Linked DNA regions of Sus scrofa: regions 2 and 3 are each linked to region 1. The links are chromatin contacts, called in public HiChIP or PLAC-seq maps. All regions are on one chromosome and are shown on one strand. Each heading gives the region's core, a stretch centred on a gene start, on an enhancer-like site or on the middle of the called end of the contact. The rest is flanking DNA. Distances are from core to core; before and after follow the strand shown.

Evidence for each region. HiChIP or PLAC-seq counts read pairs in DNA pulled down with a chosen protein or histone mark.
Region 2: an H3K27ac HiChIP or PLAC-seq map of alveolar macrophages shows a contact between it and region 1. The contact joins the promoter of FRY here to the enhancer-like site in region 1. A contact is called at or near these places in 1 of 5 promoter capture datasets (liver), 9 of 47 Hi-C or Micro-C datasets (embryonic fibroblasts, fetal heart ventricle, fetal skeletal muscle and 5 more) and 2 of 2 datasets of contacts at active chromatin or transcription factors (alveolar macrophages and skeletal muscle).
Region 3: an H3K27ac HiChIP or PLAC-seq map of alveolar macrophages shows a contact between it and region 1. The contact joins two enhancer-like sites. A contact is called at or near these places in 1 of 5 promoter capture datasets (liver), 9 of 47 Hi-C or Micro-C datasets (alveolar macrophages, brain, fetal heart ventricle and 5 more) and 2 of 2 datasets of contacts at active chromatin or transcription factors (alveolar macrophages and skeletal muscle).

Annotation. Positions count from the first base shown.
Region 1 is chr11:8,403,472-8,407,905 of Sscrofa11.1, forward strand. All of the region lies in intron 1 of LOC110255743 (a long non-coding RNA gene), which reads left to right. Among named protein-coding and RNA genes, the nearest start is that of FRY, 110 kb to the right of the region's middle. Within about 2 kb of position 1,865, at least 32 of the 83 cell types and tissues checked have an H3K27ac peak or open chromatin away from gene starts, as enhancers often do. A contact at or near this core is called in alveolar macrophages, liver, retroperitoneal adipose tissue and 2 more, where this site is marked.
Region 2 is chr11:8,516,636-8,521,069 of Sscrofa11.1, forward strand. FRY (protein furry homolog) reads left to right here and starts at 1,879. Exons shown (of 65, transcript XM_021065177.1): 1 at 1,879-2,281. The coding sequence starts at 2,212.
Region 3 is chr11:8,486,583-8,491,016 of Sscrofa11.1, forward strand. No RefSeq gene overlaps it. Among named protein-coding and RNA genes, the nearest start is that of FRY, 30 kb to the right of the region's middle. Within about 2 kb of position 1,904, at least 6 of the 83 cell types and tissues checked have an H3K27ac peak or open chromatin away from gene starts, as enhancers often do. A contact at or near this core is called in alveolar macrophages, where this site is marked.

The DNA of each region.
Region 1 (4,434 bases), core at 615-3,114:
GCTGTCATGGAGGTCCTGGAGGCCTTCACCTGGAGGTCCTGGAGCCTTTCAGACTGAACACGGCCAAAGTTGATTTCCTATCACACACCCGTTCCTCTCCTGCTTTCCCCATTTCGGCACATAACACCATCACCCAACATCGAGATAAAAAAAAATCTAGGGCTCATCCTTCTTGATGTTCTTACCTTCACCCTGCAGGTTCAGGGCATCCTAGCAACCCGGCCTCTACAGCAGATCCACACCCACCTGTCCCTTCCATTTCCGTTATCAACACTCTAGCCCACACCACCGTGGTTTCTGACCCTCGCCCACTGGCCCATCGCCGTGGCCGCCCGGTCCTGTCCCTGCGGTCACTTCTCTCCACAGCAGCCGAGTTAACATTTGCCACACACGCCTTCCCCCACTTCGCGTTTCCCAGTAGCATCCTCTGTACCTGCCGTAATACCCAGTCGCTGCCCTGGCGTACAAAGCCCTTGCATCCCCGGGGCCCTGCCCAGGTCTCCAGTATTGTTCTCTGTCGCTCCTTTGTTTTAACCCCGGCTACACTGATTGCTTCGTATTCTCTAACACATCGAGTCCGTTCCTACCACAGGGCTTTTGCAAATGCTGTTTCTGGTCGAGAAGCTCCACCTCCCACCTGTGGCTCCTTCTTACCTTTCACATCTCAGCCTGATTCCCGTCCTCAGAGACACTTCCCCACCTCAAATAGTCACCCGGTAGCACGTCACTCGGCTTTAAGGCTCCCCTGTCTTTGCTCCTGTCTGATGTTATCTTGCTTATCTATTTATTAATTATCTGTTTATTAATTTTTACTTTTTAGTCTGTGTGTGGACATACACCCCTATACTGTACGCTCTGAGAGCAGGGGCCTTGGAGGTCTTATTTGCTGTCACAACCTTGGCGCTTGGAGCAGTGTGCTTAGAAGATGCTCAAAACTTGCATTCCGAACAAATAATGAACCCATTCAAGCAACCGCGAAATCTGTTAAAGGGGGAAATGGATGTTTTAAGTCAAGGTCAAGTCTTGGCTGATCGAGCTCAATTCCTAAGGACTAATCAAAAACATAAAATCAAACTTCCTGTTAGTTAGCCAATTCAGTTCTTTTCTCTGCATTTGTGAGCCAGGCTGCCATCAAGAAAAAGCATGACGGCCCTGTAAGTCTAATAGGTTTCTGATTAAATGCATGGAAGAAGAGAATGTGACTGGGACACAGGATTCCCATGACCTATCGTGTCTGGATTCTCATTCTTTTTGATGAGCTTGTGGCCATAAACGTCAAGTCGTTTGGCAGGAAGGGAAAGTCTGGAGTAGTAAGAGCTACTCAAGTGGACGCCCCACGGCTCTCTCCAGTCTTCCTTTTTTTCTGCTCCAAGATGCAATAAAAAGTGCAGCAGACGTGAGCCTAGGAGGGTCTCTGTCGGAACTGACCGTATTGCAGGGCCTCACCTGTGGGGCCAAAGCACCTGTGTGAACCGAAGTCCGTCTCTCCGCTAGGCCACGCCCTTCCCTCAGGGGAGCTCTGTGGCCAAGCCCATTGACCCACTTAGAGATCCAGGGATAAGGAACTTTCTGTTTATTTGCAATTGGGCGCTATTTATGGCATTCTAATCACATGGCACTGGGAAGACTGTAATTACAGAGATTTGTATGAGGAGAGTATAGAACACTCCCTGTTGGACTTATCTTTGGGGATTTAGTACTGAAAGCATTGCAAATAGTTTTATTTAGTATTGAAAATTGTTGCCTATGGCCTCTCGCCAGTTCCCCATTCCTCCTTTCTCATTTCACAATTGTAGAATGCTGCTGGTGTAGTTTTCCTCTGTTTTGAGCCCCACCCTTCCTGTTGCTAAGCAGATGAACTGGATTGCATAAATTGTCAATTACTCAGCTGTGACAGTGAAAAAGACCGGCGGGCAATAGCCAGAAATGGGGACAGCTCCTTCTCGCCTGTGGATGGATTTAGGATTAGATGATAAAGAGTCAAAAGGCAATAGGTGACATTATCATAAGGAAAAGTTGGATTTATAGTTACCAACTGGGACAATTGGGGAAGAGGACAAAATACCTCCTTCCTCTTGTGCTAATTTTCTTTACATATGTATTCAGAAAGACCTGAGCAAGCTCCTCTCCTTTCAGACTATTTCTGGAAGTGAGTTCAGTATTTTCCCCCACTGTAAAAGTAACTTCCTGTCATGACCAAAAGAAAAAAAGCAGAAAAGATGTGGAAGGAAAAACATGAAACATTAATTTTATGTCTTTAAACAAACCCTATTAGCATTTGTGCTTATTTCCTGCAGAGATTTGTATTCATTATATTGGGTTGATTAAATTTGTGTGTTTATTTCTTCATTTATGCCCAGTTATAATTTACATACTTTTATCCTTAGTTTTAGAATATTTATTGAGTAGCAGGTATGAATTTATTTTAGTATTTCAGGTTAGGTTGACTCCCAAATCTGAAGTCACTTCTAAATCTATATGTATTAAAGGAGCATATTTGCATTTCTGACCCCCATTTAAAAAGAGCTGACGTTGCTTCTGGTGATTAAGCTTTCCTCATCTTATTTATTCAACTTCTTTTCAATAAAGCAGGTTTAGTCCTGCAGGTGTCCATCAGACATTCAGCTCTCATCAGGTCACCTATGGCATCCTCTGCAAATTTTCCACAGACCAAGCATTGAATAGGATTATAAAGATTTCCTTTTGGAGCCCTAATGTTTCCTGACTCCACTCACCTGTAAGAGTCTAATACGCACAATGCTACCTCTGGCTCCCCAGAGGGCGGTAAACAGTGTGTGTGGGCATAAATAGCACACCGTCAGGTTGTAAGATCTGGGTATTTGGTTTTCTTTGACGAGCCATTCCCCTCCAGACACATTAGTGGCTTCCCAAAGAGCTCCTTTGCAAATAGCTCTAGAAAAGGCAAATGAGGAACTCAGAAAGGCGTGTTGCCAATAGGACAGCAGAGGGCGCTAGAGTAATGTTGTAATGTGCCTCTGCTTTTCCCTTTGCTCGGCCGTCAGAAAAAGAAAGCTTTTAAAATAATGCACTACCTTGTCTTTGAACACATCGGCTGGAATTTACACAACACAGCTTTATGATGTGAGCCAAACATCTGTTGTTATCATTCTCATCAGCTTTTTCCCAGAAGCAGATCTTTTCTTCTCATGCTGAATTTAAGGAAAGCGTCTTTAACAGTCTCTTCTTAGACAATTGTTTTTAAGGAAAGCACATTCTTATTCTTCCAAGATTGTGAATTTCTCCTCTCCCAAGCGGTAGTCATGTTTGCTAAAATACTTAGTAGTTCTAATCCGATAGATATTAAAGAAATGAATTATTTCCAAACCAGCTTTTTAGAATCATAGAATGTGACCATTTGGCAAGTAGATGCCTACTGTTGACTTTAAAATAAAACATATGGAGAGTTTTGGTCTAGCAGTTAAGGATCTGGTGTTATCACTGCTATGGCTGCCGGCTTGATCCCTGGCCTGGGAACTTCTGCATGTCGAGAGTGCAGCCCAAAATGAAAACAAACAAACAAAAATAAATAAAAACAAGCCACTCCCCCCCAAATATAAATGCATCAGGATAAAATAGCAGTGGTAAAAAAACAAAAAACAAAAAACAAAAAACTATGGGTAGTTAGAACATTGTAATGGCATTTATTCCCAAACAACCAATTTAGTTTAACCAGTTCTTATTTTTCAATGTTGAGCTTCTTTAACATTCTAAATAAAGTACTTCTGGTCAACATGACGTATTTTAAAAGTGGGAATTTCGTGCCTAATGTTGATGTGCCTGGAATTGTCTTTTAAACCATCCCTCAAGACCTGGCAGCCTTCTTGAAGAAACGAGATTATTTTCCTTTTAAGAAGTTGTCACATGACCTCTTAATCCAAGAGATAAATAATGCAGGCCAAACACACACGGTTGCACAATGTATGTCCGGTAAAGTACTGTATGCTCAATGGATGGAGATGCTCCAGAACCACAGTGTCGGGGAGACCCGTAGGAGAGGGGCTAGCTGGGCTTGAAGGCTGGGTGGGATTTGATGAGGCAGAGAACAGGCGGTTCTGAGTAATAGCCTGGCTGGGAGGGAGAACGCCTCTGAGCAGCACATCCGGCATCTCCTGGTCCCTCCTCCGGGAGGTCCCGATCCAAAGTCACACCTGTCATTCATTGGTTTAAGTTACTGCTTTGTTCTTCATGTTGTGAGTTGGAATTTTCTGGTTGCTGTTTTTTTGTTTGTGTTGGGTTTCTTTTGTTTAGTGTTGTGAGGCTTCTTTGACCAGAACCCCAACTGTCTATAGGGAAATTCATTCTCTATCCCCAGTATTGCCAATGTGTTTCCCGGCCGTTCACGGCTCTGTAGCAGCCAGATGGGTGCCTGCCGCTGTGATGGCCAACGTTACAGCTGGGATGCCTCAGCAGGGG
Region 2 (4,434 bases), core at 629-3,128, 110 kb after region 1:
CGTTGCAGGTTTGGTCCCTCGCTCAGCACAGTGGGTTAAGGATCTGCTGTTGCCGCAGCTGTGGGATAGGTCACAACTGCCGCTCAGATTGAATTCCTGGCCTGGGAACTTCCACATGCCGCAGGTGCAACCATTAAAAAAAAAAAAAAAAAAGAGAGAAGGCTGGTAGATCTTAACTGATACAAAAACATATTTAACTTAAATTTTAAAATTCTATCTCAGAGTACCTAAGGGTTTGTACTAAATATCAATACGGCAAAAATTTAATTGAGTGCTTATTGTACGCAAGACACTATCTGAGCACTTTCATTTATAATATCTTTTACTGTTTCCAACAACTCCATGGGGTCAGTACCATTATGATCCCATTTTATAGACAAATAAACTAAGGCCGAGTGAGGTTAATAATTTGCCCCAGGTCTCATAGCTGGGAAGTTCTGATGAGTTTTGAGAATGTTGGTGCTCATTAACCCCAGGCCCCCTGCAGCCTCCCTGTTCATTTAGGGCCATCCACGGTGGGGGAGCCTCCAGAAAAGGTGGCATGCATGTTAGCCTTTGTTTTCAGGTGTCATAGCCATTTTGGTAAATCTTTGGGGTCCTGTGTCACCTGGAATCCTATATTCAAGTGTACACGTGATAAAACAAAATTAGCTCATCAGCTCTAGTGTGCATGTAAGTAAAAAAGAAGTCAATCTGAGGAGACTTGATGAGAAGAGGGTGCTATGAGTGGAGCTGGAAATCTCGGTGGTGGGGTGCTCGCCTTTTGTGTAAAGAGTTGGGAAGGCTCATTGCACTGATAGTGTCTTGGGGCATTTCGGGGCATAGTCCTAAAAATTCTTTGGTGTTGAATTTTTTTTTTTTATTTAATCTTAAAAAAAGTGTGTCATACTTTCCCTGCCATTTCTCAAATGTTAGTCTGGCAGGTCCTGTTTGTGTGTAGATGTTGGAGTGGGGGAGGGGCGCGTGAAACTTTTTGTAAATTATTAATGGAATTGATTAATCCCGTTGGAAAATGTTAATCATAAGTGTGCTGGGGAAGGGAAGGATTCATGGTTCTCGGCAGTGGTTAGCTAAATCCCACCTCCTCAAATGCAGCATGTCAAAATTAGGCCTATTTAATCTCTGGTCAAGCGAACTAATAACATGGAACAAAGCTAACTGAAATCAGGACACCTGCTATCAAGATTTCATGAAATCAAAAGCCCCTTGTGCAGCAAGGAATATGATGCTTTTGCTTAGCTTTTTAATACAAATAAGAATTAGCTTTATTGGGCTCTGTGATTCTTAGAAAAGACAGGTTTGCAGATCCATTGTGGAGCCTGGCCTTGGGTAAACAAGCCTAAGCACAGTGTACGGTCCCCTTGGGGTGCTCGCGCCAGGGTGGGGGTGCCCCTCAAAAATGACAGCATTTCTGGGAGGAAGAAGCTTCCGCCGTGATGGGAAAGGAAAAAGCCCAGGCCAATATCCTGGTGTTATTAGCAAGCTTTCCTACTGCAACGGGGCTGACGATGGGGCTTTTCAAAAACGTCGCTGCAACCAGACCCAGGGTGCCACTCGCCTTACTGCAGCGACACAGTTGTGTGGATTCCAGGGGCAGCCGCGGGGGGAGCGCAGCCCGTGCGGCACGGCCGGCTCTCCAGGAGCGTTTCTGCAGATCGGCGGGAGCTGGGCCATTCCCCCCGCAGTTCCTCCCGAGGCAGGGGCCGAGGGTGGCCCAGGTTGAGACTGCGGGGCGCGGGGAGGCGCGCCCAGCCCAGCCCTCAGCCCTGCGGCGGCCCGAGCGGCCGGAGGCCTCCGCGAAACCTTCTCCCTCCCGGGGAGGACGGATCCCGGTGCAGGTGGGGACTTCCTCGGTCCCCACCTGCCGGCGCCGAGCCTGTGCGTGGCCGGCAGCGGGCGTTGCAGGTCCTGGCAGCCCAGAAATGAAAGCAGCGGCGGCGGCCGCCTCTCAGGGCTCCGATCGGCACCCAGCAAATAAGAAGCCCGTCCTGGACCCGGAGGAGGAGGAGCGGCCGAGCATCTCTCTGCTGCTCCTCCGCGTCCTTTAAATGAGGACTCCCTGCCGGCGCCGGAGGTAGATCTGCAGAGCCTTCCTCTCGCTGCTGACCCCGCTTACATCACTAACCTGTGACAGGCACATCCCCACGCCCGGTACCTGCTCCTCCAGCGGCTCCCAGTCCAGTCTGAGCCGCCTCTTTGTATGCCGCCGACATGGCCAGCCAGCAGGATTCCGGCTTCTTTGAGATCAGTATCAAATATTTACTGAAATCCTGGAGTAATAGTGAGTAATAGAAAATAACCTTTGTTTGTTTGTTTGCTGGATGTTGCATAAGGTTCGAGACATAAAAATCTCAACTGGACGCATATGCTTGGGAGCCGAGGAAGTTGGTTTTTTTTTTTTTTTTTTTTTTTCCTTGCCTGCTTCCATCTGCTGTGAAAATCAAAATGTCAGAGACTGAACTGGCTTTCCTGAAGTGCAAAGGCTGCAGTGGAATTACAGTAAATTTGGTCTGATTAAATGTTCGAGTCAGATGGCCCTTCAGACGCTGGCCAGTGCAGGATGGGGCATTCCAGGCTGCATTTCCTGCCTTGGTGTTTATTTAATATGTGCAGATTTTATGGAAGTATTTTGTGAAGTGTGCTTTAATCAGAGGGGTGTGGCAGGGTTTCACAGCACTTCGTAATTGTTATATTAGGGTATTGTCTAAAGAAAAAAAAGTATTTAAGAGTCCAAAACCTGACTCATCTTTTTTTGAAAATACAGGCATTTGCTGATTGATTTGCTCTCTCCCTTGTCCATGTGGATGATGCTGAGGATGCCATCATAATATTTGAATTTCTAAAAAAAATCCCGATGTGTGTTATTGTCCAAATAATGTGCTTTTCTGAAACATAAACAAGTGAGGTGTTGACCATAAAATCATTTATTGGGATATCAGAAGGTTATGACTTCAGAAGTTCCATTTCAGACCTACTTAACATTTTAGCAGTAAGGTCTCTCAAAAAGACAACCTCCGAGGCATCAGAATTACAATGAGGCCTTCAGGTGCTCAACTGCTGCCTTGTATTTTCTGAATAGTCGAAAAACAAAGTCTGCTCTATTTCACCCATCATCTTTTGTACTTGCTTTAGATAAAAGACCAGCGGGCAGGTATTATACATCCTTAATTGTTTGAAATTTTAAAACATTTTCCTGGAAAAAAAAACTGTGTTGTATCCTGTGCATACTAATTAACCTACCTGTGCTCAAAGAGCTGGTGATTTTAATTATCTCCTACACAAATGACCCACGGCCAAGAGTGTTCGTATGTAAACAAAACCTGGGCAGGAGAACCTGTGCCGTAATTGCTTTGAGAATGGAGCCAAAGTACCTTCAGCCTGAAGGTATTCGGGGATATGCATCTCTCAATGATAGCCATAGAAACCATCTTTTCCAGGTCACTTTGTAGCCCGGTGTACACTCGGGGGCTTGTCTGAGGCTGTGTTTCTGCAAGTGGGAAGCCATCTGGGAATGACACCGTCACCCCAACAGCATTCCTTTGTTGGAGCCATAATTCATTTATCTTAGATGCATTATTTGTCTAATACTTCGCCCTCCAGGATGAGTCTTCCTTTGTCTCTCCACCCTCTGATTCATGAAAAGAATCGGATGTACAGGATTCTTTATGGAGCAGTTTTCCAATATCTGGAAAGACTCATTCTGAGTTTGACATCGGTGTGTGGTTTTCAATCATTACGTTGACTGCGTTAAGGCCAGATTCTTTTCCTCCATCAATGTCATTGCCTCGTTAGACAGAAAATTATGTTGTGACAATGCTGGGGCCAGGGGGATTTCTTTTAAAATCTTTCTCCCCTTGCCTGTTTTCAGATTACTTTAGCCAAAGCACATTTTTTCTCCGCCCTGCCTAAACTCTCTCCGCTCCCCCCACACTCACATCAGGAGATGGTTCAGAATGACTGTTCCTTTCTACTTTGACGGTATCTGGGACACAGTTTTGAATTCTTTCAGTTCACTCAGCAAATATTTATTCCACAGCTCCTGTGTGCCAGGCTGTGGAGCTCCAGAGGTGCCGAAGACACAGTACCTGTTTTCTGTCTTAATTTCTTTATGGCAGGAGAGTGAACTTGGTGATTCTCTAGAGTTCTTTGGGGTCCAAATGTTTTTCAGTCCTTTCTTCAAAGAGGAAGAGGAAATACACCTAAGGCTGAGGCTCTTTCAAGCTTGTTGCAACACTGACTGGCTTACAGCCTAGGGTAGCTCTGAGTTTACATATTTTCAGTGGTCAAGAGAGGAGGGAGTGTGTGCAGAAGACAAAGTAGAATACAGAAGCCTTAGGGTGCTCGGCCTCCTCCGCTTAAGGACGATGCACGGGGCGGGGGAGGGGGGCAGGCAGCTCATTGGTCCAGCGCAGCAGGCTGGAGAGGTCAGGATAC
Region 3 (4,434 bases), core at 654-3,153, 83 kb after region 1:
AAGTAAGAATATATATATTTTTGATAACTGCAAACTAGTTCCTGCTATTGTATCAATTTGCTGCATAAGAAACCTCCCCAAATGCAAAGGCTCAAAACAGGGCATATTTATTTTGGTCATACTTCTGAGGCTCTTGCTGTCGGAGCCTGCTCACTGGGGGCTGGACAGTCCCTGACATGCTCATTCACGTGCCTGGGTCTCCCCGGATGGCCAGCTAGGATGGAGAAAGCCCTTTCTTCACTTGGTCTCTAAGCGCAGGGGGCCAGCCCAGGCTCTTTCATGTGTGGTCCAAGGGTTTTCTGCTGTAAGAGAGGAAGCCGCAGCTCACAAGTGCCGTTGCCGAAGCCAGGCACACGGGCGAGCTCAGATACACGGGGTGGAGAAAGGGAGTCCTCCTCTTGCCAGAAGAGCTGGCGGGTCACACTGCAAAGGGACAGCCCAGCAGGAGAGAATTGTGACCATTCACTCATGCTGCCGTCTCTCACTTCAATGATTATCATTTCATAGAAAATCAGTATAGAAGATTCTCAAATGTAAAATATTCAGCTTTATGGAAAAAAATCAGCACACTGTCCTTTCTTCTTCTTCTCCTTCTTCCCGATGCCATGGACTGCTGAAGACTTTATCCCTGTCCCATCATCCTAGAGAACAGGGTTGAGAACTAGATGTCACGAAGCTGAGTCTGGCGGCATCGCCTAGGATGCGAGAGAAGGGTGGGGAACCCAGAGAGAGGGAAGCTGGATAGTCATCCAGATAAAAGATAATGAGCATCTGAGAATGGATGTATGGACACGTATAGCTGATTCACTTTGTTCTACAGCCGGGATGATCATAACATCGTAAATCAACTATACGCCAATAAAACTTGAAAAAAATGAAAAAAAAAAGATCATGAGAGAGCTTTTAGTGGCCACTGAAATAGTGGAGAAGCAGGGAATTATGATCAGTAGCTCAGAGCAGCATTTAGTACCAGGGTAGGCTAGACTCTGTGTGTGTGTGTGTGTGTGTGTACATGTTTAAAGAACCAAGGAAGTCCTAATTCTGAGGCTTCCACTTTGGGATAATCCAAAAATTTGATAACCATCTGTATTCGTTTTCTGTTGTTGAATAGCAAGTTGCCACTAACTTAGCAACTTAAGACAACACCCACTTATTATCTCCCGGTTTCCTTGGCGAAGGAGTCAGGCGTGGGTCCAAGCTTGATCTCTGCTCAAGGCTCCATAGCCAAAATCAAGGTTTTGACTGAGCTGGACCCTGGCCTGGCAGCTGTAGGGATGGATCTATTTTCAGGGTCATTCAGGTTGTGGGTGGTACCCAGGTCCTTGCCCCTGTAGGACTGAGGACCCCGTTTCCTTGTTGGCTGTGACCTGGGGCCCCTTCCGTCTTCAAGCCATCATGGCGCATGGGGACCTCAGGTGGATCCAGTCTTCTGTCCTCTTCTTCAGCCACCAGCTAAAGAAAGCCCTCTGCTTTGACAGGCTCATGTGATCAGATCCGGGGCCCTTGAATAATCTCCCTGTTTTAAGGTCATTTCCTGCCATGTGACATAATGTTGCATATGTAACATGATCCTGGAAGTGATAGCCCATCAAATTCATGGGTTCTGGGCATCAGAGCAGGACAGCTTTGGAGGACAGTTTTAGAAATTCTGCTTACCCCATCATCTCTTAGGAAAAGAAAGAGATACAATTAAGGAGATTTTTTTTTTTTCATGGAGACATAGCTTTATTGGGAAATCACCATCACCTTGCAGAATTACTCTTAGACACATATGACATTAAGAATTAAAAAATGCCTTACAGAAAGAGCTGAGGTTTATGGAATGACTGGCCAACAGGGACCTGCCGTATAGCACAGAAAACTCTACCCAGGATTCTGTGACAATCTCTGTGGGAAAAGAATCTGAGAGAATGGATGTGTGTACATGTGTCACTGTGTCACTGTCACATGGCAGAAATGATCCCAACCTTGTGAGTCAGCGCCAATAAAACTGTAAAAAATGAAAACAATTAAAAATAGAATATATATCAACAGTTAAAAAAGCAAGAGCTGGAATGAGCACAGATTCATAGGTTTGGATGTTGAAATGAACTTCCACTACCTACAAGCCGGCTGAGCTGAGGCAGGTCGATGGCATCCAAGAAGCATCCTTTCTCCGGGGTGGTGGGGTTTTTGTTACTTGCTGCCACTAGGTGTCACTTTTACAGCCCAGGAGGAGAGAAGCTCCCAAGGGCTGTTTCCTTTGTCTCGGCTGCTGTGGACAGATCTGTGCAAGCCCCCTGCTGTAGAGCCCAGAATTGGCGCTCCCTGTACCCGGTGGGATTCAGAAGCTTGGACAGACCTTGAGGAACCCAGCTCTTCTGAAGGCGTGAGCCACACATTCGCTTGGGGAAGGGGTTTATCATCAGGGCAGTAGGGGTTGGGGTGGGGTGAGGAGAGGGGCTGGGATCCCTTTGTCATGCCTTGAGCCTCCTTCAACCAAGACCCCCTGGCCCGGCTCCTTTGGGCCAGGAGGTGGCGTGTTTTCTCACGATGCCAGCCTCAGCCGCATGGCTTGGCACCATCAAGGCAGGCATGGATGCGGCAGGCCACAGCAGAAAGGCAAGTGCTGACGTTCCGAGTCCCGGGTGGAAGTGGTGGGGCTCTTTGTTCCAAAGGCCCATGTGCAGCTTAGCCCTCGGGGCCTGGACCCGGTTCACGGTTCTTCTTCCCTGGGTCAAGTATGTGAACTTCAGTTACGAACTGAGAGCCCCCAGGTTTCTAGGTCAGGAAGCTGACATGGCGGGGGCAGAGCCCCTGTAGACATGAGCCCAGGCCTCTGAACTGGTGCTCAGTGTCTGTTGTGGTGAAATGAGCTACCATGTGGGGGGATGCATGTTCGCATAAGCTTTTTTTTAGTTCTAGACCCCAATTACCGAACTTTTCTAGCAGGAACTGCGTGTGTCTTTGCAAACCGGTGCCGCCGGGGAAAACACAGACTTCACAAGGGAAACAGTATATGTTATTAATTCATACAGCCTCTGTCCAGAGATCACTGATGTTTCAGCAGCTTAATGGCATATGGAAAGCTTCAGTTAAAAATAAAACAGATGAAAAATGTAGGAGAATTATAAATGAAATGATTTTTTTTTCTTACTATGTATTATGAGAAAGTCAGTCTTGAGAATTATCCCGTGAGGCTGAAGTCTGCAGCCTTTTAAGACTCTCAAAAGGGCCTTAGAACATGAAGAAACAACAGGAAAGCAAATTAGTTGTGTTTGTTTAAAACACATTTACTGGAGTTCCCATCGTGGCGCAGTGGAAATGAATCTGACTAGGAACCATGAGGTTTCGGGTTCGATCCTCGGCCTCGCTCAGTGGGTTCAGGATCTTGCATTGCTGTGGCTGTGGCATAGGCTGGCAGCTGTAACTCCAATTTGACCCCTAGCCTGGGAATCTCTACATGCTGCAGGTACGGCCCTAAAAAGCAAAAACAAACAAACAAAAAATTTCCTAAGCAGACAAGGCAATAGCTAAATCCAGTAGCTAAGGAATTCAGAAGATACAAAGGTATTGCAGACTTGCCCAGCAGTCTAAGGGGAGCTGGGATCTGCAAACACCCCATGGGCCCCAGGCGCTTCCCTCAGCAGCCCTGTCCCCTGGCAGGGATGTCTTTCTTAGTCAAGGACCTGTTCCCTTGCCAGTGAGTCTTGGCTTATGTCTAGAACATAAATTCACGAAGTGATTCAAACCCTGTGATCTGTGCAGATGCCCTGTCTTTTTTTAACATCGTTTATAATCAGATCCTTTTTCCTGTTTCAGCTCTGCTGTGACATTCTGAGTAGGTTCATTTTTTTATATTAGAAGTATGCTTGGGAGTTCCCTGATGGCCTAGTGGTTAAGGATCCGGTTTTGTCAGTACTGTGGTTCTGGTCACTGTTGTTGCACAGGTTTGATCCCTGGCCTGGGACCTTCCAGATGCTTCAGGCGGGACCAAAAAAGAAAAAGACTATTTGGTGATGAGAGAGCTTTGCTAATGCTGGCCAAAGCAGTCATGGTGATGGATGGCATTTTCAGGCTGCTGCTGTGTATTCATATAATCCTCATAATGAGCCTTTGAGATAGAGATTGTTATCAGCATCTCACTCTGTAGAAAACTGGGACACAGGACGGTGTGGTAATTTCCCCAGTGACATGGCTGGGGTGTGATGGCAGGATTCTCAGGGGGCCCAGAGGACTCCAGGCTTCCTCTAGGGACTCTGACCACCCTGCTTTTCAGGAAGCATGTGCTCCCCTGAGTTTGTGCCTGGAGCCCCCAGGTCCCCACTGACAGTATGACAGGATCCCTGACCTGGGAACTTCCACATGCTGCGTGTACAGCCCCCAAAAAAGCCTTACAGTTAAACGCGCTTTTAAAAATCCAGATTGTATTTTACTTCCCGACAGATATTTGGT